4 separate regions of the Mus musculus genome follow, and regions 1, 2 and 3 are each linked to region 4. The links are chromatin contacts, called in public Hi-C and HiChIP or PLAC-seq maps. All regions are on one chromosome and are shown on one strand. Each heading gives the region's core, a stretch centred on a gene start, on an enhancer-like site or on the middle of the called end of the contact. The rest is flanking DNA. Distances are from core to core; before and after follow the strand shown. Region 1 overlaps Wwox (WW domain-containing oxidoreductase). Region 2 overlaps Wwox (WW domain-containing oxidoreductase). Region 3 has its middle 16 kb from the start of Gm31278. Region 4 has its middle 230 kb from the start of Gm39256.

Evidence for each region. Hi-C and Micro-C count contacts between places; a contact is called where the count stands out from the background. HiChIP or PLAC-seq counts read pairs in DNA pulled down with a chosen protein or histone mark.
Region 1: a Hi-C map of pre-B cells shows a contact between it and region 4, with 4 times the contacts expected there. The contact joins two enhancer-like sites. A contact is called at or near these places in 2 of 484 Hi-C or Micro-C datasets (pre-B cells and pro-B cells) and 1 of 115 datasets of contacts at active chromatin or transcription factors (large pre-B cells).
Region 2: an H3K27ac HiChIP or PLAC-seq map of large pre-B cells shows a contact between it and region 4, with 5 times the contacts expected there. The contact joins two enhancer-like sites. A contact is called at or near these places in 1 of 484 Hi-C or Micro-C datasets (pre-B cells) and 1 of 115 datasets of contacts at active chromatin or transcription factors (large pre-B cells).
Region 3: a contact with region 4 is called in a Hi-C map of cerebral cortex, with 3 times the contacts expected there. The contact joins two enhancer-like sites. A contact is called at or near these places in 7 of 484 Hi-C or Micro-C datasets (cardiomyocytes, cerebellum, cerebral cortex and 3 more) and 1 of 9 other capture datasets (embryonic stem cells).

The regions. Positions count from the first base shown.
Region 1 is chr8:114,877,797-114,884,429 of GRCm38.p6, forward strand. The region is part of intron 8 of Wwox (WW domain-containing oxidoreductase); the gene reads left to right. Among named protein-coding and RNA genes, the nearest start is that of Gm39257, 80 kb to the right of the region's middle. Within about 2 kb of position 4,510, at least 79 of the 459 cell types and tissues checked have an H3K27ac peak or open chromatin away from gene starts, as enhancers often do.
Region 2 is chr8:114,797,962-114,804,625 of GRCm38.p6, forward strand. The region is part of intron 8 of Wwox (WW domain-containing oxidoreductase); the gene reads left to right. Among named protein-coding and RNA genes, the nearest start is that of Gm16118, 93 kb to the left of the region's middle. Within about 2 kb of position 3,675, at least 38 of the 459 cell types and tissues checked have an H3K27ac peak or open chromatin away from gene starts, as enhancers often do.
Region 3 is chr8:116,365,056-116,371,733 of GRCm38.p6, forward strand. No RefSeq gene overlaps it. Among named protein-coding and RNA genes, the nearest start is that of Gm31278, 16 kb to the left of the region's middle. Within about 2 kb of position 2,681, at least 26 of the 459 cell types and tissues checked have an H3K27ac peak or open chromatin away from gene starts, as enhancers often do. A contact at or near this core is called in cerebral cortex and neural progenitor cells, where this site is marked.
Region 4 is chr8:115,411,367-115,417,750 of GRCm38.p6, forward strand. No RefSeq gene overlaps it. Among named protein-coding and RNA genes, the nearest start is that of Gm39256, 230 kb to the right of the region's middle. Within about 2 kb of position 3,000, at least 95 of the 459 cell types and tissues checked have an H3K27ac peak or open chromatin away from gene starts, as enhancers often do. A contact at or near this core is called in cerebral cortex and neural progenitor cells, where this site is marked.

The DNA of each region.
Region 1 (6,633 bases), core at 3,260-5,759, 530 kb before region 4:
GTCCTTACGCATCCTTGCTGGGGCAGTAAAGTCATTCTGGGAGAGGCGCTGTTGGAATTTTGCTCCTGGCTTCCTTAACCTACCCACCCCTTTGCAGTGATTCCCTGTATATAGTCTGCTGTGGTGTTGCCTGGCATCTCCATGATAGCCTGAGTCATTCTGTTCTACACAGTGGACACACACCGTGTTCCCAGGCCCTGACTGAGCTCTGTAGCGTTTGCCTTTCTGGTCAATATGATGTGACCCAACATCAGCTTACCAGGGGAAGTTTCTCTTTGGGTTCACAGTTCAAAGGGACGCATGCTGGAAAAGCTACATTGGTGGGAGCAAGAAGCAGCCGGCCCCACTGTTTCCACCATAGCATGAGTGTGTACGCGTGGTGTGTGTGTGTGTGCACTGCGTGCATTTGAGTGTGCAGGTTGGCATACCTGTGCATGTGCGCACAGAAGCATAGCAGAAAGTCTGGCACATTGAGAGGGTCTCCCCCTGAGGCGGGAGCTGATCCTTTCAGGTGGGATGCAAGGCTGGTGTGTACTCTCAGGGACAGCCTTCCTTCACCTCCCAGTGCTGGGTTACAGGAATATACACAGCAATGCCCAGCCCTTTTTAGATGGGTGCTGGAGATTGGAACTCCAGTCCTCATGCTTGCACAACTCTCCACTGCACCAACTCTCTAGTCCTCTTTTGCCTTTTTTTTTTTTAATCCCCACCCAGACCCCCAGCTCCTGGATTCGTCTATGTGTCTCCTAGGTGACTCACCGCCAGACAGCTTCTCTGCCTTCCCTCTCTGCCCTATTTTAACCTAATCAGTACCAAGCGTGCAAAGGAAAAAAAGAATCTTATCAGGGAGGGAGCCAGTTTTGCGCACCCCCATTTCACAGATACAACACACACACTGACAAGGGCAGGTTTCTAACGAGTGAAGCCAATAAGCCGCTGGCCCCTGTGAAGCCACTACAAAGTCCCCTGCTTTTCCTAAACAGCTTGCCGCAAGGCCCACAGCTCTAGAAAGCAACCTGCAGCCTCCTGCATGCTGTGAAGTGCGAGGATGAGTTAGCCGCCCTCTTTCTTCTCTCCCTCCTGTGATGCATAAAGAGATTTCTGCAGGGCTGGTAGCTGCTGTCAGCCTGGGTTGAGCTCCCATGTGCATCAGACAGGGGAGTGGGGCTGGGAGTAGAACTCATTTCCTTCTTCATTCAGGTGTAGGTCACCTCAGGAGAGCAGGAGGGTCACTCTTGTGGCCCTCTTTTCAGGCTTCCTGTGGCTGAGAACAGTTCTAGCTGCTTCAGCCAAAGGGCCACATGCCCCTTGGTAGTCTAACACCATATAAGACAAGAAGAGGTCTTGGAGCTTTTGCTAGCTAGCCACCGTGGTTTAAGGCCGTGTTGTGCGGGCTAATGTTCCCATAGATAGCACGGTGGGTGTGACTGCACATGAAGTCTCATCCTTCTGCACCAGCGACCTTCTTTACATTTGGAGGGGAAGTTTTTTCCATTACCAGAGAGTCCCAGGAGTCTCTGAGGCCTTTCCTTCCAAATGCAGTGCCCAGGAGATTAGGGGTAAGATAAATAGCTGTCAGCGGAGAGCAGACAGTCTGCTTAGCATATGACAGGTAGCTTGTCACAAATCAAAAGTTCAAGGCTATCCTGGGCTAAATAAAGAGAGTCTGTCACAAACAAACAAGCAATCAAGTGGACCTTAAAAATCCCCAAGCTTGGAAAGGGCTTTCTACTGAAGGTGTTCGTCTCCTTCACCGGCTCCCTCACTCGGGCAGCAGAAATGATATCTCTCGGAGTGGGACAACAGGGATGTGTGTGTGTGTGTGTGTGTGTGTGTGTGTGTGTGTGTGTGTCTGAATTGGCATTAGGGATATGTGGCAACAAATTAGCCAGCAACCTGAAACCCTTGTGGGGTATGTGGGTCTCACTCATGAACACTGTCCAGAGGAGACAAGCCTGAGGCCCAGCAGTTGGCCCACCCAGTCAGAAGCTCAGGAGCATAGGCTTGTATGGCAGTGAGAGATAAGGGCTCAATGTGTGTATTCAGAAAGGAGGCAAAGCTACCCAGAGCAGTAGGGAGTAAGACAGCATGTTCCCGGGGTACTGTGGTTTCCCTTGCTGTAAGGGAAACCCCACCTTACAGACAGGAAGCCTCATCTAGTGTTACATGGGGCACTAGAAAGTCAGATGTGACACTTAAGTACATCTGCTGCCAAAACCGTAGCTCTTTTCATGGAACCCCTGGTTTAGAGACAAACAGATCCCAGACTTGCTGGAATCTGGCTCGGGAGCCCCCAGAATTAAATGTGTATGACCTTTTCAGTGTAGACCCCATCCCCACCCCAAGTTCTGTGCCTGTAGGATGGAAGCCTGCCTGTACCTGTAGTCTGTCCCTCAGGAAGCCCAAGGAGGAATGACACTGAACTTGAATGCTAAAATCTTAAGCCCTGTCCCAGGGACCACCTCCTTCTACGCCTGATAGGAAGAATGTGGTACAGTCAGCCTTGACATGGTCAACATCAAGATCATTAATATTATTATCTTCTTCCCTCTGTCATGACAAGCACTGGCTATCACATGAGAGAGAGAGAGAGAGAGAGAAAGAGAGAGAGAGAGAGAGAGAGAGAGAGAGAGCACTCTGGTGTTAGCTTTTCTATATGGCCTCAGTGAAGCCCAGTTTAGATGCCTTGGAAGCCAGGTCACAGAGGAAAACACCTTGTGTCACACAGGGCTCAAAGGTAGCTGTGGCAATGCAGAGGAAACCCTGACCTAATTGTACTGGTAATATAATTCTGTAACTCACCCAGCCACTGCAAAGGTGGGTGGACAGTTCCCCGTCCCTACTTCCCCCTGCACACCACCCTGAGGTCCTAGGAGAGAAGTCTGCACTCGAGCTGCAATTTTAAGGTGCCTCGAACAGGTCCCTGCTATTAAGAGTCGGTGGTTCCATGTCAATAGAAGATAGATATTAAATGAAATCCATGTTGCTGTTGATACAATCAGCCGCTCTCCAGCTCAGATGAAAGCTTCGATAACACAGAATGCAAGAGGAGGGAGCTAAGGGTTGTTGACTTCCTACTACACATCACTGGCTCCACTAGACACCTCAGAAACCTCAGCACGAAATACCTTGTCACCAAACCTGATATATCAATATGCTTAAGCATCAGACACTGAGAGCTGATGATTACAATAGAGGCATCCAGTTGGGGCATAGTCTCTGCTCCTGTTCTTTGGAATAAACAGGCTCCCGATTCAATGATGTTTTGCTTCTGTGGTTTCTTTCTCTTCCTGTTAGAAAATGTGGTGGCTGCTCCCCACCCCCCACCCCCACCTCCCCCACCCCTCACCCGATCACCCCAGCTCCTTTTGCTTACTGGAAGGGAACCTCTTTACTCCTGCTCTGAGACTCCCTTTAACCTTTCTGATTAATGGAAACTGGGGAAACAGTGGTTGACATCCAGAACCCAAGGGTGGTGTGGCTGTAAGGGCAGCATAGGGAGGTGCGGATAGGAGGCTCAGAGGGATCATGGGCAGCCAGCCTAGCCTACTAGACAAGTTAAAAGCCAGCGAGAGACCCTGTCTCAGAAGAAAAAGGAGGCTCATGGCCTGAGAATGAGCACCAAAGATTGACCTCTGACCTCCACATGCATGTGCATAGACGTTCACATGCACCGGCACTTGTGCACACACACACAAACATTCTTACACACAAAGACACACCGAAAAATGATAATTGGTGGATTTTTAAAAACTCCATATTTCTGAAATTCAAAGCATCCTTGCAAAATAAGTGCCCAACGACAGACGGTGACAAGAACAGGCCACTTAGCCTGGAAAGTAAAACGGGGAAGACATGCCCCACCCTCTCCACAGAAAAGGGTGCAGAAGGCCTTCAACCTCCAGGCCACCCTGTGATAACTGCTTCACGCAGTCAGAGCCAAGGCCTGGTCGGGGGCCCATTCTTCCTCTGGCCCTAGTTAGGTACCTACTGGGCTTGAGCTTACTCCCCTGGCCCTGAAGGGTACCGAGGAATGTGGGCTGACAGAAAGTGAATCACATGCCTTGAGTGCCTACCACTGCCACCAGATTCTACCTGATCCTCCTTGTTGCCCTATGGCGATCAGCCCCTTCCCCCTGATGGTGCAGGCAGGCTAGTCACCAGATTCCCTAAATGGAAGACTGGCTGCTTTCTAGAGCTTTTTTTCTTCTGCATGGGCAGAGGATTCCCTGTGGCCCAAGTGGACAGGGTGGAACAGGTGGCATCCAGCAGGCTCACCCAGTGCCTGTGTGGTATGTGGCTTCTCTCCAAGACACCTGCTCTGCTAATACACACACACACACACACACACACACACACACAGGCACGCTCGCTCTCCAGAGCTCTCCCACCACTCTCAAGCTCTCCTGATCCTTTACAGTAAACACCGCCCTCAGCATGTCTCCTCTAGACAGTTTCAAGATGAGGAAGGTGCCGTTTGTAGTCCCTATTAATAGATGGGCCACCTGCAGCTCTGAAGCTGGCTGGCAAGGGTGGAGTGACTTGCTGAAGGCCCCTGGTGGCTGGGGTTTGTCAGTGTCTGAGCCCAAGAGCTTGCTGGAGTCTGGCTTGCTTTTCTTGAATCTCGCTGCCTCCTCCTTATGACTCACTGTCCTTTCCCATCTTCCTTCCTTCCTTCCTTCCTTCCTTCCTTCCTTCCTTCCTTCCTTCCTTCCTTCCTTTCTTCCAGGGTTTTCTCCCAGGCAGGCAGCTTCAGAAAGGGACAGTCCTGCCGGCCTTGGGCTCTGATAAGATCTGTCTGGGCTGCCTTTGTCTGGGCTGTACCTGCCGTTTCCTGAATGGCCCTGTTAATTGCAATTGACTCTCACAGAATGCAGAGATTGGTGCCACTTGACACCAGATGGATGGCCATGACTTTTCCAGGTGCCCCAATGCAGGCTGGAGGGGAGAGGGGGGAGGGAGGAGGGGGGCAGGGCACTGGAGCGAATCCAGTTACAATAAAGTGCATCAGAACTGGAACTGGGCAGCTTTTTTGTTTCCTCTCTCTTCCTACTCACCGCCTCCATAGTGAAAGGACTGTAAAAGAACTCTGGAGTTCCTCTGGAGAGGTGGTGGAGAGTTAATTTCCTGCTGTAGCAGGCTTCTTGTCCTTTATCAGCTTCTAGCAGCCCTGGGCTAAATAGAAAACCCATTTTAGTGGTAGACAGACTGAGGCTGAAGAACCAGCCTGCTGTCCGATGTGCGTATTTGTTGTTTATTGGGTGGTACGGTGGGAGTGGAATAGGGACTGGGAACCGAGAGCCGGTTCAGCTGAGAGCCCCAAGGCCCCTGGAGGCCTTCTGTCGTCACCTGCTCCAACCCACGGAACTTCAGGCAGGGCATCAACGTGGCAGATGGGAGGCCCTGGTTCCAACAGTCCCCATAGATCATTTTGTAGGACCCTCCCATCAAATCTGTGGGGTCGGAATTATCCTGTCATTCTGTACATGAGAAAACCAAAGCTTGTGAAAGGTAATGTGTGTGTGTGTGTGTGTGTGTGTGTGTGTGTGTGTGTGTGTGTGTGAGAGAGAGAGAGAGAGAGAGAGAGAGAGCATACTCACATGATCCTGTTCAAGGTCACATGACGGTTCATTAGCAAACTGAGTAAACTCCTGTTAGTTCTAAGGACAGTTGCCCTGGGTTCCAGAAACACAGTGGTTTTCTCCGATTGAGCTGTGTGGTCAGGGCCAAGGCAGAGCAGGGACCTTATGGCCATTGGAAAAATCAAAAAAGAGGATTTTTTGGGTGTTTTTGTTTTTGAGGGGGGGGGGGATACATTGGGTTTCCTTCTTAAATTCAGTACATTGTTGGGTGACTCCACCACTCAAGACACACTCCAGATACAAGAGTAAGAATGTTAAGCTGTCAAACAGTGACTTCATTTTCGTTTACACCAAGGCCACGAGGTAAAGATGTATTAGGTATTAATTTAAAAAAAGAAAAAAAAAGCTTTGAGTCATGGCATCCATCAGGGGGACCTCCATGAGTCCAAGGTACTCGCAGCTCTAAAAACAGACCTTGGACGGAGGGGGAGGGGCGGGGTGGGAGGTTCAAGTTCACCTTCAGCCTCTCCTCTGGGAGGCTGAGACAGGAGTTGGATACTGCTTGAACCCTGGATTAAAGTGTGAGTCTCCAAAAGTCAGAACTCTGGGGGTGACTCTCAGCAGGTCCGTGGAGAGCATCTCAGAAGTCACAAGCCTGCGCTCTCCTAACACCCTCAAGGAAACATTTCACTTCCAAATTCAGCTTTCTGATCTTCAGCATGGGTGCTCTGAGCTAGGGTTCTAGCACGCAACCTTGACGGGGTGGCACCTACAGGCTCCTCCTGTAGGTGGCGCTGTGACCAGCCCAGTAACCACATTGTCCATTTCACCTGCCTTCTTCCCTGCTGGTACTATCTGACCTCTGGGCTTTGGTATCCTAGATGCCTACTAGAGAAGGGCTTTGGGTCTGAAGGACCGGAGGCGCGGGACTTTTCTGAGCTGATCACTATTTTGCGTCACATGCAAAAGCCCCCATAGCCACAGCAGTGGGGACCTACACTAGAGAGCCCTTCAGAGAGGTGCTAGGAAGCCCCTCATGGGTATGGTCCAT
Region 2 (6,664 bases), core at 2,425-4,924, 610 kb before region 4:
TGGAGGTGCAAGCTGAGAAAATGGGGAGGGGTAGGACTATTTTATTTGGGAGAGCACACTCAAGTTCGGCAGTTACCCGAGAGAAAATTAAGTTCCTGATTACAAGTCCCTCCTCTGGCCTTCCAAGGAAGATAGATTATAATCTTTAATTAATCTATCACTCACACCAAAAAGTATGTGTGTGGGGGGGAAGAATGGAGGGGTGTCAGTACCCATTTATTTGGAGTGGCTAGTGTTTCTTTGAGAAGCCCAGGTAGCAATATATAGGCTCAGCTGTGAACACTCTACACATGACATTTGTTTAGGATTTTAATTTGTTGCTGAGACCTAACTGGCTTCATGGTATGCACGTCTGGGCTGGGTGGCTGCACCGTGGCCACGGGGTTTTCCTCCTGTAATGAAGATGGAGCGGCTGTAAGGATGACCTTTCTCTGCCTTTGTCGGTGGCTGCCCTCCTCTTTAACAGAACACCTTCGCAACACTCCCGTTCTGAACTCTTGAACCACTCATTCCGCTCTTCGCACTCACTGCGGGGGCTCGCAGTTTATCACGATAACCCTCCAAAGACTTTGCCTTCCCCACGTCCGACATGGAGATAGAATTTTTCATAACCCTTTACTAGTCATAAATTTGATTGTTAAAGGACCCGGGTTGATCTTATTTCTAATACCCTCGTCCCCTGATTTAGGGGCATTTTCTTTCCACTACCTCCCCCAACCCCCCCCAAAAAAAAAACGCTTGGTAGGGAAGCACATAAAATATGTCACCTGATATTGGAGGATTGTTTATTTCTATTCATTTTGGACCTGAATAGTACCTATGAGATGCATCTGAAAACTTATCTTGTTTATACATTTATTCTATTGCCATTCTCCCATTACCTGAAACAGTCACTTTGAACAGCCAGCAAAGCTGTGCGTGCCCTTGCCTGGCTGCGAGCCACCCAGGTAAAGGATCTTTGCTAACAATGCATTTTAGTGACCACAGAAATGGCACGTGGCAAGAGTTATAATTTTGCACTGTCATTTCTTTGCCCCTCAGATCCCACACCTGCCTTTCTCATAGCCCTTTATGGATGCACAGAGCTGCTTCGTTCCGTTTTCTGCTAGGCTTCTCTTTGCTTGGCACCCAGTAGGTGCTGGGGAAATTAATACACTCGTAAGTGCACTGCGGTGTTCAGCAACACAGTACACAGATGAAAATCCCCACAGTGAGCCAACTCGGCTCTACTCGTGAGGGGGTTTTGTGAGAATTCACTGAAATCATTCAACCGGACACCCGCCAGCCCCTTCCTATAGGCGACCTTCGCGGAAACTCTTGCAGAGGTTCCAGAAAGAAACCTCCTGAGTAACTGAAGGCGAGAGGTTAGGATGGAACTTTTCAAAATCCGTCTCTTGTCCACGAGAGCCGCTGATCTGCTTCTATACCAAGCAGACATGGAGTCCCCTGTAAAGCGTCTAGTTAATTCTTGTGGACAAACGAAGGGCTTCTGACCCAAAGATGGTTTTTTTTGGGGGAGGGTGCGTATCCGGGGTCTCCGAACCCCGCCTCCATGGGTGGTCAGGTGATTCTTAAGCAGGCGACTACGCTGCTCTTGAACCAGCTTCTAAGAAAGGAAACACGTACACACACCTCACCAAAGAGTGTGTTTTGTCTAAAGACAAGCAGCTGATCATGACTAATGCGAAGGTCCACAAGTAAGGCGAACCGACCAATGAACCACACTCCAAAGAGGTTGTATCCGAGCTGGACCATGTTCCCCGTTAAACAGTTTACTCTCTCCTTGGAAACAGGATCGGATCCAATATAAATAAATGTATAACACCCCTCTTTCATTCATATACAAGGAATTCCCACTTCCGTTACTAACTCACACGCATGCACACGCGCACACACACCCAGAGGCATACTAAGCTACACATCAGCTCACCTAGAATATCGAACTACACCCTGCATTCCTGTTTTTCCTGCAGTTTCTCTGCCCTGCGGTCAGGGTCGGTATTTGCCATCTGTCTCAGTGAATGGGTGGATGGGAGCCGGTATGTTTAGACATTATTAGTAAGAACAAAACATCACAGAACTGAATAGTCGTGCTGTTGGGGGTTGGGGGCAGTGAAAACGGACTCAGGAACCCGGGTGTTCCACATGGAAATGTATGCTTGATGCTTAGCCTTGGGCAGAATCGTACAGTCGCGCTGCCTGGCCCAGACTTCCCCACATATCACCATTGGTGATATGCAGACCCATTTTCTGATTGCAGATTCATCTGTCCCTACATGTGAGCTTGTCTGAGATTCATAAAAAAGCAGGAATTTGGGGGCAAAGGAGAAGGGATCAGCTTCCTTCTTTACACACAAATGAGATGTCATTTTGCCAAATGTTCATTAGAGCTGATGCTTGCTCTAGGTGTCAAACCAGGGAACAGGAATGTGGCTGTGGCTGTGGCTGCATGTGGTGGCTGCACTCGGGGCTGCTTTATAGTAGTCCCTTCCTATGCACTGTGTTTCCTCTGAGTCTTCTAAGCATTTCCTTGTTTTACAAAGTGGAGGGCTTTTTTTTTTTTTTATAAGATGTGTACTCCTCACTGTTAAGTATAGCTATCTATTGAATTGAAGGAGTGTAGATAAAATGAAAAATTTCAAAACATTTATTTTATTCTCAAGGATGTATAAATCTGTGTGTGGGTATGTGCGTGTAAGTGCATAGGTAGCCATGGAAGCCAGAAGTAAATACATGCCCTGAAGCTGGAGTTACAGGCAGTGGATGCTAGTTACTAAATCAATGCCCCATCTCTCCAGCCCCTTAATTTAAACTTTTGAAGGGCATTAAGACTATTCAGGGAAGGGCTGGTGGGATGGCTTAGTGGAGCCTGCTGGCAATCCAGATGGCCTGAGTTCAGTCCCTGGGACCCACATGTGTGAAGAACCAAGTCCTACAAGTTGTCCTCTGACCTCCCTGAATATGTGAGTGTGGTTCGTGTGTATATGTACACAGACACACACTCTAAATTAAGAGAGATATTCAGAGAAGTAACATATATTAATAGTTTACATTTTGAATGTAAAAAGCAGTTTATGAAAATGCATGTACCACATTAAAATCATTATACTAATACACGTATATGCATAGTACAAGATTCTGAACTAAATACACATATATACACACAATATATGTAGTTATTTATATATATAAATATATGTGTGTATATATATTTGTGCACAGGTATGTATATACAGGCATGCGTAGAAAAAGCTGCAGAAAGAAACACATGAGGGTCAGAGAGATGGCTTAGAGCACTGACTGCTTTTCCAGAGGTCTCAGGTTTGATTCCCAGAACCTACATAATGGCTCATAACTGCTCATAATTCATGCATGTGGTGCAAAGACATATATGTGGGCAAAACACCCATGCACATAAAATAGATAAATTAATTAATTAATTAATTAATTACTAGATCAGTAAAGAAATTATTTTAAAACTGGAACAAAAGAAACCCAGCAAAATGTCTGTAGCCCCATAGGACGAACAACAATATGAACTAGCCAGTACCCCCCAGAGCTCCCAGGGACCAAAGCACACATGGTGGGACTCATGGCTCCAGCTGCATATGCAGCAGAGGATGGCCTAGTCCGACATCAATGGAAGGAGAGGCCCTTTGATCTATGAATGCTCTTTGCCCCAGAGTGTGGGGAAAGCTAGGGCCAGGAAGCAGGAATGGGTGTGGTGGTGAGCAGGAGGAGGGGGGAGGGGATGGGGACAGATGTTTTTCTGAGGGGAAACCAGGAAAGGGGATAACATTTGAAATGTAAATAAAGAAAATATCCAATAAAACAAATGTCTGTAGTTACCTAATGAACTTGGTCAGATAGACCCAGGTTCAAATCTGTCTCTATCACTCATTGCCCATGTGATGTGACGTCGACTCTGTGGTTTGACAGCATCCTGTTTTCCTTCTGTAAGGGGACAGTTAAAAAAAGAAACACTTGTCTCCCAGGGATACACGTCACTGGCCTATGTACACGTATGGCACCTGAATGTGCCAGGCTAGAGTTTAGCTAGAGCTTTTCCTGTGCCCTTCCTTTGTCCTTCGCTCCTCCCACTGGAAGCAAGGGTTACTTTTATAATATGAAAAATGAATGTAGACTTAGCCAAGGGCTGGTGAGCCTATTTCCATGGTCTGGTATCTTGCTTGACACCAGAGGGTGTCTCCAAATGGAGGATTCTCGTGATGGGAATTGGGCAGAGCTAGTCTTCAATCCAGATTTGATCCTGATGGGTTTCCTCACATCATCCCTCCTAGACCTCCCGAGCTCCCACAGACACCAATTGTAAAAGAGCAGACATCACCTGCCAAAGACACTCACTTGACGATGCTTGATCTCCTGGGACCTAGCTGTGGAAACTCGAATGAAGAGGGGAACCTGACTCTGTAGGGCGTGATAGGGCCTGTGTTCCTCCGGCTGGAAAGATGAAGAATATCACAAGGAATCTGAATGAAGGAGAAGAAAGGCGTTCTGCACAGTACCACAGTGGATGTTGCCAGGTCTAAACTCACTCTCTCGCTCATTCAGCCTTTGAATTTTGGTAGGAATCCTTAGAGTCCAAGCACTCAGGAAAACCATGTTGCTTGCAATTGTCATGGAGCAAAACTGAGGTAGCAAAAGCCCGTCTGCAAAGGTGGAAATTTGCCTTGGAGTTGGACCTTGGCAGAAGGCTACATGAGGCCTTAGGTAATCCAAAAGGCAGGTGTATGCCCAGTTTTTGGTTTTTGGTTTTTATTTTTTATAAAAGACTCAGCAATACTTTGTGAGTAAATGGTTCCTACATCAACCTTCTAAACTGGCATGATGTCAAATGATAATTCAGGGAAGGCATTTCTACAGGAAGCAGAGATAATAAGCCCCGAGTGCTTTTGTTTTCTGCCTTTGTTTCTTAATGCAGGGAAAACCTTCAGCCTCCCAGTTAAAAACCCAGATGAGGGGCTGGGAGTCGTCACAGTCTGACCCCTGAGGACATTAGTCCAATTTTGTTCTGTAACCAGAACAAGTAGCAAAATGAGACAGGACAAAAGAAACAAGAGATAACATTTACTTCTCGGTTTAAGGGTGTGCATGTGTGCATACCTGCATGTGTGTGTGTGTGTGTGTGTGTGTGTGTGTGTGTGTGTGTGTAGTGGGTAGAATAGGGGGTTGTGGGAATGCTTTTTTTCTTACCGATGTCATAGCTCTCCATCCAGTGTCCCCAGGGTTCCTCGGGGACACAGGCTGATTTCCATTGTGTCATCTGGTACAAGTGTCCCTGATTGCCACTAGAGGGCGTCACAACAGCTACAAAGTGCTTTAATCTGAGGTGTCCTATGTCACTGGCTCTCAGCCTCTCAGCTGCCTATTGGCTAGACTTGACTGGTGTCTCCAGGGACTCTGATGTAAGACCTCTCTATGGTCACAGGGGGGAAGAAAACAAGACGTCACATCCTGCACCTTTACTACAGGGTTGCACCTCAGGTCCGGGAGAGACTGGCATATAGGTTGATATGACAAAGTGGATGACAAGGCCAAAGGACAGTAGCTTGGCCACTGCAGCTTTAACCTGCACTATAAACAGAAGCCCAGATAACCCCATAGGAACATTGTGTTGGCTGCAAAGCATGCATCTACCAAGTGCTATGGTGAACACTTCAAATCCCAAATGGCATGCAATATAAGAATCTCAACCCAGCACTGCTCCCTGAATTAAGGGATCTCAAATGTCCTACTTCCTCGAGTCCGTGGGTCCCCAGACCTTACCTGCCATGCTCTGTGGATTGTAAAGGACCATATCCCCTTAGCATACCCTCATGATCTGTCGATGGGTGTTGAATGCCTCATAGGGTTATATATAGCCTGGCGCCTGGTAGCTACCCTGTCTTGCTGTTTGTAACTCAGAAACCCTGTTTCTTTGTGTCAAGGACAGTTGAAGCTTTAATCATCACCATGCTGCCCGTTTCCACAGCCTTCCCTGAATTACTTGTCAAAGAAGGGGTTGTTATTAGGGCAGTGTAATGAAAGGTAATCTGTGCTTACAACCCTGGCTTTGAAAGCCTGTGGTGGTAGTGAATGGGGGTTGTTACAATGAGAGAAGCCTGAGCAAGTAGAGATGCCTGTTTTCTACCGTTAAGGTGTCTGTGACTCAAAATACTTATATGTTTGGTTAAACATCTAGCACAAACTCTCCTTTTTCTTTTCTTTTTTTTCTTTTCTTTTCTTTTCTCTTCTCTCTTTTCTCTTCTTTTTTTCTTCTTCTTTTTTTATGGTTTTTCAAGACAGGGTTCCTCTGTTTAGCCCTGGCTGTCATAGAGCTCACTCTGTAGACCAGGCTGGCCTTGAACTTAGAGATCCTCTTGCCTTTGTATCTGGGGATTAATGGCATGTACCACTACTGCCTGGCAAGGCTCTTAATCTTCAGTGAATAAAAATCAAGTATAGGAACCAATCATTTGGTAAGAAAGTAAAGAAAAGGACACTAATATTCACTCTAGTTCTAATGGTAAACACTGGACATTTCTCAATAAGCTTTCATTCCATTTGTTATTAATGATATAATACAAGCCTCTTATTACAATGCAATCTAAACAACGATTCATTGAGGGCACTTTATGGAGCATGTTGAAGCAGGTACTTACTA
Region 3 (6,678 bases), core at 1,431-3,930, 950 kb after region 4:
CAGGAAGGATGAGTTTTACCGAGAATTTTATTGTCCATCCATAAGTGGTCACTTAAGAGGGAGTGCAGAAAAGACTCAGAGCTCCATAGGCTAAGAAGGTGGTCCCAGGAAATAGGTCTCCAATAAGCTGCTGGCCTGAGGCTCTTGAAAGGACATATGGCAGAAACTGGGGGCATTCTCAGAACTGATGCTTTGGGGTCTCTTCCCTGCCTGATTAGCTTCTATCTCTAGTTTTCTTCACTGCTAACCAGTGTAGGAGGTCTAGAGTCTGGTCTAGCACCATGCTTCTGTGATAAAGAAAGGGAGGGGAGGATTGGAGAGCTGGCTCAGCACTTAAAAAGCACTGACTGCTCTTCCAAAGGTCCTGGGTTCAATTCTCAGCAACCACATGGTGGCTCACAACCATCTGTAATGGGATCCAATGCCCTCTTCTGGTGTCTGAAGAGAGTTACAGTGTATGCATATACATAAAATAAATAAGTAAAGATCTAAGAAAAAGGGGGGCAAGATTCTTCAACTGTGGGCTGGCAGTCTTCACAATGCATACCTTTGGGCATCTTAGGGACACACAAGTCATTTCAGAGACAGGCCCTTGGAACTCACTGCCCAGCCAGCCTACCTGAACCTCAGGGTAAAGGACTGGGGAGGCAGCTCAGTAAGTATAAAGACCTCTGTGCAAGCATGGAAACCTGAGTTCTTCGTGTAAAAGCCAAGCCTGGTAGCACATACCTGTGACCCAGGGCATGTAGGGGAGAGAGACAGGAAGATCCAGAAGGCTCATTGGCCAACTAGTCTCTTCCTAGTGTTTCTGCCAGATTCAATGAGAGATGTGCACCCCCAAAAGGTAAAATGCGGATGGGGGGCTGGAGCAATGACTCTGCACTTTAAAACATTTACTTAATCGTTGTTCTTACAGAGAACCTGAGTTCAGTTCCTAGCATCCACATCAGGCATCTCAGGTAACTCCAGCTCCAGGGAATCCAATGCTCTCTTGTAGCTTCTGTGGATACCTGAACTCAGAAGGCACACACACACACACACACACACGGGGACACACACACACACACACACACACACACTTACACATAAATAAAACGATATATATATATGTATATATATGTGTGTGTGTGTGTGTGTGTGTGTGTGTGTGTGTGTGTGTGTGTGTATGTGGAGATTAGTAACAGAGGAAGATACTTAACATCAATCCCTGACTTCCAGAAACAACAGAATAAATAAACATGAACACACATACACACACATACACACACACTGGTAGAAGAAGAAGGAGAAGGAGAAGGAGAAGGAGAAGGAGAAGGAGAAGGAGAAGGAGAAGGAGAAGGAGAAGGAGAAGGAGAAGAAGAAGAAGAAGAAGAAGAAGAAGAAGAAGAAGAAGAAGAAGAAGAAGAAGAAGAAGAAGAAGAAGAAGAAGAAAGAAGAAGAAGAAGAAGAAAAGAAGAAAGAGAGGAGGAAGAGGAAGAAGAAGAAAGAAGGATGAAGAGGAGGAGGAGAAGAGGAAGAGGAGGAGGAGGAAGGAGGAGGAGGGAGGAAGAGGAGGAGGAAGAAGGAGAAGGGAGAGGAGGAGGGAGGAGAATAAGGAGAAGGAGAAAGAGAAGGAGAAAAGGAAGGCAGCTCCCAGGGAACATCACCAGAGTGTGAAACAAGAACCCGAAGTTATGCATGAATATACACAAGACATACCCCACCTATCCATTCACCCATCAAAATAAACACATACAGTAACAAGGAGAAAAGGCCAGGAGAAGACAAAGCAAGTCAACATGTCAGCATGATCTCCCCCACTTCCTTCCTGAGCGCCTTCCTGGGCCCCCTGAGGCTGTCCCAGTAGCTCTCTGGGGGAAGCTGGGTATCTTCACAGAGGACTTCACCACAGGCAAGCATTTGGCAAGGGTTGACGTGTTCTTATCTAAGTTGACACCCTGACTCTGGGTCTCTGGGCTAAAAGATACTCATCAGAAGCATGTGGCACTTTCAGTGAAACCAAGGGAAGATGATCTATTTACTTTAGCCCTGAGAGCATCACTGTTAAACACTACTATCTATCTACCTATCTATCTATCTATCTATCTATCTATCTATCTATCTATCTATCTATCTATCTATCTATCTGTCTATCTACCTACCTATCTATCTATCTATCTATCTATCTATCATCTATCTATCTACCTACCTATATATCTTTCTATCTACCTATCTATCTATCTATCTATCTATCTATCTATCTACCTACCTACCTATCTATCTATCTATCTATCATCTATCTATCTACCTACCTATATATCTTTCTATCTATCTATCTATCTATCTTTCTTTCTTTCTTTCTTTCTTTCTATCTATCTATCTATCTTTCTTTCTATCTATCTATCTATCTATCTATCTATCTATTGGTTATAACTCTTAAAAATAGAAACAAAAGGAAATGTGCCCTAGGGGAGGCTCGGGGACTGCTGGGACTGCTGGGACCTTTGGAACTTTGTGTGTGGGGTTCCAGGCAGGGCTGAAGGGGCCAGGTTGCGGGGACAGCAAATGGGCTCAGAGAGGCAAGAACAAAAGCCCAGAGAGATGACCTCACCCCAGTAACAAAGCTGCAGGCTGGCCCTCTCCTAGGCTGCCTCAGTTTGGTGCCAGCTTTTGTGACTACAGCTTAGCCGTTTACACGGCTGCTGTGCAAAAGCACTGTCGTGTTCATTAACTCATTTGATCCCTTAACTCTGGGCAGCCAGGCAGGGCAGGACTTATTCAATCCCTTCAGCCAAAGGAGAAGATAGAAGTCCAGCTTGCAAATCACAGTGACCCTGGCAGGTCACCCACTCCGCCCCCCACCCCCACCATTCGGTCATCCTCTGCCAACGCTTTCCCTAGCTTCAAAATAAAATGACACTATTTGCTAATACTTACTGAGAACTTATTCAATAACAAACAGACTGACATGTCTGCAACATGACATAAATTGACTGACCCTCTTGATAACGCCATGGTGGCATGTATTCATTTCCAGTACCTGTGGCAAATTACCAAAAAGAGAGTAGCTTTAAAGAGAAATGTGTGAGATTCCTAGAAACCAGAGATCTATCCTTAGTGTTTCTGGGGTCTTTTTGGAGGCTCCAGAGAAAAACAGTTCTTTCTCTTTTTGTACTTTTGGTGGCTTCTGGCATGCCTGGCACGTCGTTGCAACATCACCCCCAATCTCCTAAGAATCTCTTGCCCGTCTTCACACTCCCTTCTCCTCCCTGAGCCTTGAGGAATCCACTTTGCTGACTTCTTTTATAAGGTCCCTTTGAACCCCATCGGCCCACCAGTAATCCAAAATAATTAATTACGTTCTATCTTAAAACCCTTAATCACTCTACAAAGATTCATTTTTTTCCAAATAAATGAACATTTGAGGGCTCTAGGGGATGGGATAGAGGCTTATTCAGAGAGGACCTATTCAGCCTATCGCAAATAAGTGATATTCGATGCCCATTTCTTTTTCTCAGAAATGACACTGAGGCCAGGAGAGAACACACAGGTCTGGGGTCAGGAGATGCTGCCAGTGTAAATGACACTAAGCGTCAAATCTGGATGCTGGTGACATAGTTGATGGTAGTGCTCTCCTCACGTGCCAAAGAGAAGGGAGATCTCATCAAAGAAACAAACTAAAAGACAACTCTAAGAGAGCCATGCCCTTTCCCCAGACCTAAGATTCACAGTGCCTGCTGGTGTGGGGCCCAGAACATCAGCCTTGGTTCTAAGCTTATCTCACTCTGGATCGAAGTTAGCCACATCTGATGGGTTCTCGTCCAGATGGTTCTCCTCAGAGCCATCTTGAGGTAGGTACAGCTGGCCATCACATTAGCCTATTCCAGTCAGGTGCTTTGCTCAATAAAACCTCAGAGAGCAATCTCCATCCTGGTGGAAATGGCCGGGGAGGGGCTGGGGATTCCAGATCGCCAATGGAAGAGCGGCAGCGTCTGACTGAAATCCTATAGCCATCCTAGAACCAAACAGGTCACAAGCCAAGGGCAGATGTTTGCACCCAACTACAAATAGATATGAGTGGCCTGAGATGCGTGAGGGGGGGGGGGAGGGGAGGAGGGAGGAGTTTCCAAAAAGGATCTGCTCTGACTAGGGAATGGCCCTGAATCAAACACAATCATATCAGCCCTGGCCCGTGAGTGCCTCGTTCTCCAAGTGGGGGAGGTCAGACAGCAGAAGACCCAGTGTGAGAAGGAGCACCACAGCCACAGGGGAGGAGGACCAGGAGCAAGTCAAGGGCGTGGTGGTAAAGAAGAGAAATAATTACTCCATGGGGTGCCTCTTGTCCCTTGGTGGAGGACAAGGCAACAACACTAAGAACTAACGAGCCACAGGAACACCCAGCACTGCCTCCCTCCAAAAAAACCCTTCTAAAATCTTAAGAAATCTCCTTCATGACCATACTAAGTAATGGAGGCAACACCAAAGAATTGACTGACACCCAGAGGTCACTCCTAGGCTCAGCCATTTAATCAAAGGATCCCCTTTCAGGACTGAAGACAACAGAGTCCTTGCTGGCCTCCAGGGTAACAGGGGGCATTGTTGAGCCAGGAGACTAAATCCTTAAGCCACACATTTGTGTTCTGGTTCTTAAGGCAGAAGATGGGGACAAATCACAAACTCTGGTTTCTCATAGAGCAGAGTCACACAGCAAGATGCAAATGATGTGTCCCCTGACGCCCCACCCCGAGCCTCACCAAAAGACACAGCATTTAGGTAATAGAATGGAGTTCTTTTAGCCCAAGAGCCCTAAGCATGCACCCAGGGGAGGTTTCTGCATGAGTAAGTAGGTGTGTGTGTGTGTGTGTGTGTGTGTGTGTCCCAGAGCACAACTGCTGGTGTCACTCACCAGGAGCCATCCACTTTGTCATTTGGGATAAGTTTCCTCACTGGCCAGGAGTTAGCCAGGTAATCCTAGGCTAGCTTACTACCTACCAAGTCCCAAGGGTCTGTCACTCTTTCCAGAGCTCGTATGGTTGCCCACAGAGGACGGAGCATGGTTTCTCAAGTTGTACGGCAAGCACTTCACCAACTAAGCCTTCTCGGAGGCTCCCCAGTGTGATTCTGAGATAGGGTTTCCAGTAAAGGTTGGCACCCTTAGTGCCCTACTATAGACCCTAGGAAATCAGCTCAGACCTTCTTTGAAGCCAGGTGCCAAGCCGGAATAGGACCGCCGAGGGGATTGCTCCATCGTATCTACCTAACTTTGCATTCCTCTCCAACCTAAGGGTTCCAGAACATCTGTCCTTGATTTTTTAAAGATGTTTGCTTTTCAAAGAATATACGTGTGTGAGAATACTTTATAAACTGTATCGTGCTCAGATTTTTTTTTTCTTCCACCAAGAGAAGAGCAAGGAGCACGGGAGAAGCAGATTCTTTTCAAAACCAATTTTGCACATTTGCGAGAACATTTCTGTTTCCATTGGAGTTGACTAAAGGACCTTTTCACATTAAAACTTGGGAGTCATTCCTATACTCAGAGAAAGGTGTTCCTGCCGAGTGAGGGGGAACCACACATCCAGGCCAGAAGCTGAACTCCTGGGTCATGACTAATGCCCCACTCTGCAATCCCCTCACTCATTTAGCCCCACAAGCAAGTGTCTGCAACTTGTAACCATATGACAACATCTAATTTTGCTATCTTAGAGGCAGAGCCTGAATGATTTAAACTCCCAGACCTTGGTCTTTTGAGGAGGTAGGTGCATCTATTCTGCTGGGGGATCCAGACCAGGCTAGACTTATGTGAAACCCCCTTTGTAAAAACAAAAAAAACCAAAAAGATCCAACGGTGTTAGTTCCTTTAGGTCTTTGGTTGTTTTTTCTCTAAATAAGGCCACCCGGCTGCAAGCTATATGACAGCAGAAACCTTCCTCTTTCCTCTCATCACTCCCCAGGATCTAGCCTGACAACACATAGTGGGTATTTTATTGGTTGGATTGATGAGTCCTCTGTCCATCTCTGATACCCCACAGCACTGCACATAGCTTTCAGTTAGACTTAAGTGCACTATGCTGGAGACTGTCTCATCTTGCCCATTATAAAACAAGGAGAGGAGAGACAGGGCAGTACCTACCACATTCTATAGTCTCCAAAATACAACCCAAAGCCCAGAACACATTTGCTGACCTCAGGTTCCCCAGGAAAAAAATCCTTGCACTACTTCCGATTTGATTTTTCAATCGTTTCAAGTCATCCCACACACATCAAGATCAGAAGAATGATAATTTCTCATTCCTTGCTGGGCTCATGGCTTTCCCCAAGCAGGACACCTCTGTGGAAGGGCCCCTCCCCTGTCTTCTGACCCTATTCTAAGACATAGACCAGGCAGACCCTGGGGCACAGAAGCCATGGCGGTCAGGGTTACGTTTTCTACTTCATCTGTAAAGTTCATTCACTGTGGCTTTAGCTATGTGTGACCTGTGGGGCAAGTTCAGCTGGAACTGAGCTGGGAGGTGGGGGAGGGTCTGCTTCCTCTAACTGGAGGGGATACCAGAAGAGTCAGAATACCCAAATGTCGCCTCCTCTGTGGTGGGTGAGATGGCTGTGGGTATTTTTAAATGATGGTTTTGTTCTCATCCCTAAGCTATTCTTTTTATTCCAGGGGATGGACTGTTGACCCAATCACAGAACACAAGCACAATG
Region 4 (6,384 bases), core at 1,750-4,249:
GTTCATGGGCAAATCATGCCTCCGGGGAACCCATTGTACAACCATAAAATACCCACTTGGTAGCCATATGCAGAACTTAAAACAAAGCATGAAAAAATTTACCCCAAATCTTTAGCTGTAAGTCATGGCTGACATGTGAAATAAAAGGCAAGTCGGGCAGAAGGCAGAGACGCTTCCAGTTCTGCGATATTTGTCAAGGGCGCACCCTCATCTCCATGTTGAAGATCAGATTCACACTGACATAATAAGTTAATAATGATGGCGGTGGCTTTCTAAGAAAGGTTAGGAAGTGGTGCGCAAGCCTGGCGTCACAGAAAATGTCAAACTTTCCACTTGAACTCCCCATCTCTCAAGGACAGGATGGCACTTTGCTCAGGGGAAGATCTTGGTGTTCCCGAGGACTCAACAGAGAACAGTGTCCCTACCCCACCCCTCTCTTTTTCTGCTCCTTCCTCAGCTCTCACCTGGACTCTTTACTGTAGAGAATTCCAGATCCAGCCCCAGTGAAAATCAGCTCTTTCCAGCCAACAGTCTGAGCCTAGATCTCCACAAGGGGCATGAAGCTCTCTTTACAGATTGCAGATTTGCATGGTAAAAATAGACACTCAGGCGCATCACATGTCTATGCAAATTTCGCCAACCAAACCCGGTGCTGAAAATAGTTATTTACTAGTTTGCTTGCATATTGGCCCAGAAAACCCTCTACACCTATTTCATGCTCATTTAAATTCTTTAAGAGTCCCTGACCCATTTACATTTCCTGAGGGATGCCTGGTTTCCCGTGGACATTTGCTCGTGCCTCTTCTGGTGGTACTTAAAGATATATTGCCTGCCATTGCAGATCAGGTCCTGAAGAACTACATAGGCCCCACCTTCTGACAGTCCAGGCTGGACCTTGCTTAGTCAAGTTCAGCTGCAGCCTTAGAGTTATGGCTTCCTCTGCACGGTGTGTGGGTGTGTGTTCACTTGTTGCGTACGTTTTTGTGAGTCCATGTGCAAGCAAAAGAACAACCTTGGTGCTGTCCCTTAGGAGCTGATCAACTCTTTTGAGACAAGGTCTCTGTCTAGCCTGGAGCTCACCAATTTGATGAGGCTGGCTGGCCAGTAAGCCCCAGGGATATGCCTGTTTCTGCTTCCCTCCCCAGTGCTTGGATTTTGTGAAACCACTAGGTCTGGTTGTATTTTGTTTTGTTTTGTTTGTTTTTACATAGATTCTTGGGATAGAATGAAGGTCCTCAAGCTTGCAAGACAAATACTTTACCCATGAAGCCACCTCTCGGCAATGACCTTCTTTTGTGCAATCCTTCACACACAGTGGAAAGAGAGCCTTAGTTCAAACGCTTGGATAGCTGCTGAACAATTCCCTCTAGTCTGGTCCTTGGGAATACCCATTATAGCCAACTGGGGATTGGGTGGAAAGTGGGAGGAGATTTATAAACAATGAAAGCTCTTGGTGTCTCTCCATAGCCACTGACTCTGAATGTCTTGGGGGTGAGACATGGACATTGCTGTCTTAAGAAGCTTATTGCAGGGCTGGAGAGATGGCTCAGTGGTTAAGGAAACTGACTGCTCTTCCAGAGGTCCTGAGTTCAAATCCCAGCACGTGGTGGCCTTGGGAGGGTGCAAGAAGCAACAGTGACTGCAAAATTTGCCGCCATGTGCGTGTGGATCTGCATTTGCAGTCTTTTCAGGAGCCATTCTGAGACTCACTGGGTAAGCCTCTGGCCCATTTGATGGGACAGTTAATTATTTCTTGTTGCTCATCAGCCCCACAAAAGAGATCCTTCCCCATCCTGATATTTATGGACTTTGTAGAATCTGTAAAGGTTGGCAGTGTGTCTTCAATTCCTGGTTCTGCCACATACCAGTGACTTGAGCTCGTCGACTCTGAAAGTGAATGGCAATTCCTACTTGGAAAGGTCGTCGAGAGGATAGTTATTGTAAAGAATCTGCACTGTACCAGCCAGAGGGCACTCCTTAGCAGGTTTTAATACACTCACATCTCCCTGGGTTTTATAGTCCTCCAAGAATAACCCAAATGTCTTTCCAAGTCAACAGTCAAGACAAGTTTAGATGCAAGTCTGCGGAGAAGCCACTTGACAATGTTTGCTGAAGGGAGAAACCCAAGTTATCTCATTTCTAAGATGCATGCCCCTATCATCCAGTAGCAAGCCTGTCATAGCATGAAGCTCAGTGTCAGCTGCTTAGTAACTACCCTTTTGTTCTTTCAAACATACAATCCCATTCCTCAGATACTCCTCACACCCAGTCTAACAGATCCACATCCTCCTGAACAGGGGATAGCCCATGTAGGGGAAAGAGTGATCCTGCACAGATGTGCTGGAGTATCCCAAGGAGTCAAGTGATGCTCAGAGCTACCCACAAACACATTCTCACTTGCCAGCAATCACAGTGACAGCTCAATCCTGGAGACCCAGACAGTCTTCTGCAAGTTGTCATCTGCTGGCTTCCACGTGCATGGGTTGGCATTCCCCCAACCAACAATAGATAGATAGATAGATAAATAGATAGATAGATAGATAGATAGATAGATAAATGTAAAAAGCTGTTTAAAAATAAAAGAAATAAATGTCTGTAATGTATTCTTACTCAATACACATCGTAAAGTGCAAAGACGATGGCACAAATCTAAGCTTGAGTTGGGTGTAGAACCTGACCTGAGAGTGATCACCTTGCATTTTTGTCAGCAGGATCCAGGATAAGTGAACAGGACCAGGGAGTGAAGCACAAACACATTCCAGAAACGGCTTTGTTGTCCTCCGTGTGCTCTGGCCCCCTCCCCCCTCTCCTGCAACAACAGAGATCTGTGCAATGACTAAGGGTGGTTAATTAAGCATTGCAGCCCACAGTCCACTGCAGTTTCAATTGGATATGGTGTTCTCTCTCACTTCCTGTTTTGCAGGATTGCCGAGGGCTGTTAGACACCTGCCATGCTCTGGGGCCCAGCTGCTGTTCTACAGCAGGCAAAGAGGAAGCCCTCCCGGGCCCTCGGCCTTGAGAGGGGTTCAACTCTGCATACCAGTCCCTTCCCGGGGAGGCAGGGCCTGGGTAGACACAGCTGATGTGAGGACCGGCAGCTGGCAGGGAAGACCTTGTTCTATTGTGAGGATGGTGGCATGAGGCCCAGGGCTATCTCTCCATCCCTCATTCCCCAGAGTCCTCCTGTGACCTATAGATAATGAAGGTGGGTGCATCTACCCAGGCAGGAACAAGACATCAGTTTGCAGTTTCTCTGTATTCCAAATCACTCGGAAGAGTTCCTATGTGGAAGAAGCATAATTCAGTTAAACACTGAATTCTTTGTACATACATACATACATACATACATACACACACACACACACACACACACACACACACACACACACACTCACACTCACACTCACACTGGTCTGTCTCCTTGTGAAAAGTTCTTATGGGTTAGGTTCTCTATGCCAGGCAGTGGCTAAAGACAAGTCAGAGTTTGACAAACTCCTCTTCAATGCTGCTGGCTAGCCCTTCTACCCAGGGTGCCTCTTTCTCTAAAATCTGCTATGTTCTAACTAGCATATCCGATGAGTTCCGGCTCCTTTACTTAAGGAGCTGACTCTTGTCTTCCAGGAGAAGATTGCTTTCTCTACCCAATCAATTCCTAGCACTAAGCAGAGAAGAAAAATCCCGGAGACTGGAGGGGGATGGGTGGTGGATTTTCTCAAAAACAAAGCATCATAATAGATTAAAGAGGGCCAAGGTTTCTTTGACATTTCTGACATCAAGAAATGGGCTCAGGGGTTAAAGAGATGGCTCAGTAGCTAGGTGTGTGCACTCCTCTTTCAGAAAACCTACACTGGAAGCTCACAAACACCAGGAACTCCAGGGGATCCAAAACCCTCTTCTGGACTCCAAGGGCACCTGCACTCACGTATTAACCTCCCCCAACTCATAAATTAAAATAATTTAAAATATGAAGTGGGTCCAGGTTTCGCAGATGATTTGACACTGGGCAGTTAAAGTGACATTATGTCAATTCTGTCATTTGGGGCAGGTTTTTTTTTTTCTTTTCCCTCACAGAGCCACCACATGTAGACTCCTAGGCCACCATGCTGTAAGGAAACCCAAGCTAGAAGCCCAGAGAGATCACATGAAGAGATAGTCCCTTGCCTGGGCCCCCTACAATCCTTTGGCTCTTGGAGTTCTCCCAGATCTGTACCCAACATCACTGAGCATTCTATGCCCTGCACATTTCCAACTCAGAGGGGTTTTCTATGCAATAATACTGGCCAGCTTGGAACCTTTATGATTTGGGTGGGTGGGGGGTTGTTATGCAGAAGTGGGCAACTGACAGAGGAGATGGGATCTCTCTATATGGTTAAATTGGAAGGCCGTTTAGATGAGACACTGGAAGAGAAAAGATAAAACTATACCCTGGCACCCCTGTAACTCGTGTGGGAGGCTGGGGATGGTCTGTCCACCCCCTGTGAGAGAGAATGCGAAAGAAGCAAATATATGCAGTTGGAAGGGGATACCCAGAGGGAATGATTTAACTAGACAATGTTTCGAGACCATTCTAGAATCTGTGTCTAAGACAGGGGGCAGGAGGTGTTGTCCGTGAATAGCTGGGACCACCAGACAAGGATCTCCACTACAGACACATAGTTTTCATAACAGCTTTGCAGAGGAGCCTGAATGGGGCCACATCATGCCCATTTCAGGACTGGGGAAACTGAGGCTTAGAGAAGTGGAATCATTCTTCAGTGATGTCACAGGGAAGGAAGCAACATCAGGTTGGGTTCCCGCTTCTGCTATCGGCCTCCCACAGCCAATCCCGGGGGGCAGGCCACCCCCCCCCCACGGATGAATACTTGTCTTTAAAATCCTCATAAAATCCCAAATCTGAGACCCCACAGGCAGAGAAGCAACCTCCAATCAGATAAGAAAGTTATCTCTCCCAGCAGCTTAGAATAGAGGGCAGAGTATTCAACAAGGCCGGCTCTTATCTGATAAGAGATATGGCCACCTTTACATATTAATTTCCCTTAACTCATTAGGGCTCAGCTCTACGATTATCTTTCCCCAGGACTGGTTACACGGGTCACCAAATCTGTGCCCCAAAGGGAGAAATCTTTTCCTTCTAAACACCCTTTTCAGTTAAAGAAGGTACTATAGGTCCTGGATGATTACAATTGCTAGGTGTGTGTGTGTGTGTGTGTTGTGTGCATGTAGGCCAGATGCTAATGTGTTAATGCAACGTGTCTTCATTAATCTCCAGTTTAGCTTCTGAGACAGGGTCTCTTACTGAAACTGGAGCTTGCTGATCGGGGATGCTCCTGTCTCTGCTCTCAAGTTCTGGCATTAGAGAGCAATGCCACGCTAGGCTTTTTCCATTGGCACAGGAGGTCAACCTCAGGTCCTCAAGCTTGCATAGCGGTAGCTGAATGATGAAGACATCTCTCCGCCCTTCTAACTCCTTTTTTTGTGGGAGACAGTATTTCTCTATGTAGCCCAGGCTTGCCTTGAACTTGGATACTTCTGCCTCTATCTGAAAAGCTTTGGAAGTTCAAGCCTGTGCCTTCATATCTGGTTCCACAACGGTCTTTGTAAGGAAAGTTTAGCCATGGAGCTGAGTTTTAAACCAGCCACAGCTGCCTGTACAGGCTGTAGGCTTACCCACTGTGCTACATGCAGTAACTTTAATAAGGAACAGACAGAACTCTTGATGTGGGATTTGGACTGTACAATCACATAATAAAGCTTCAAGGTGCTACCTACCAAGTCCAAGTGCTGTCCCATTCCTCCCTGGGGGAAATCTACGACACCCCTGACTCCTAGAGCTAACTTAATGCTTCTCGGATGGGCTGGTTCTCAGTCAACTGAAGGGGCATTGCAGATACTCCATGAGATAGTAACCTCTGAGTTGTAGAGCCTGGTTTTGCTCTGTAGGCGCTTAGCCTAAGCTTCCTGTGACTGGCATAGAGTTTAATAAACTAAACTTCCCCTGTTTCCTCCTGGGTATTTAGCAGTATGTATGTGGCCACAGGCTGGCACTCTCCGTGGTGGCAAACTCCTGAGTGGCGCATCCTTTCAACGTAGGGATATTTCCATATCATTATGACCCGCCACAAGTACCAAAGCCTAACTCACAGCCATGCTGCCTTTGGAAAACAGAATAGTCATCTATGTGCTGGGGAGAGTGAGAGGATCTCTTTTCGCTTCTTCATCCTTGGTCTGTATGGCAGGGACCCCCGGTCTTTCCCCACCAGCATCTCAGTTGCTTTGGACAAAGGTAGGGGGTACCAGTTTGGGATGGTTGGGTGGAGAGAAGGCCAAAGCTAGGAAATACACTGTCTCCTTCAGGGGTTCTGTCTCATTGGTGGGCACTGGGTC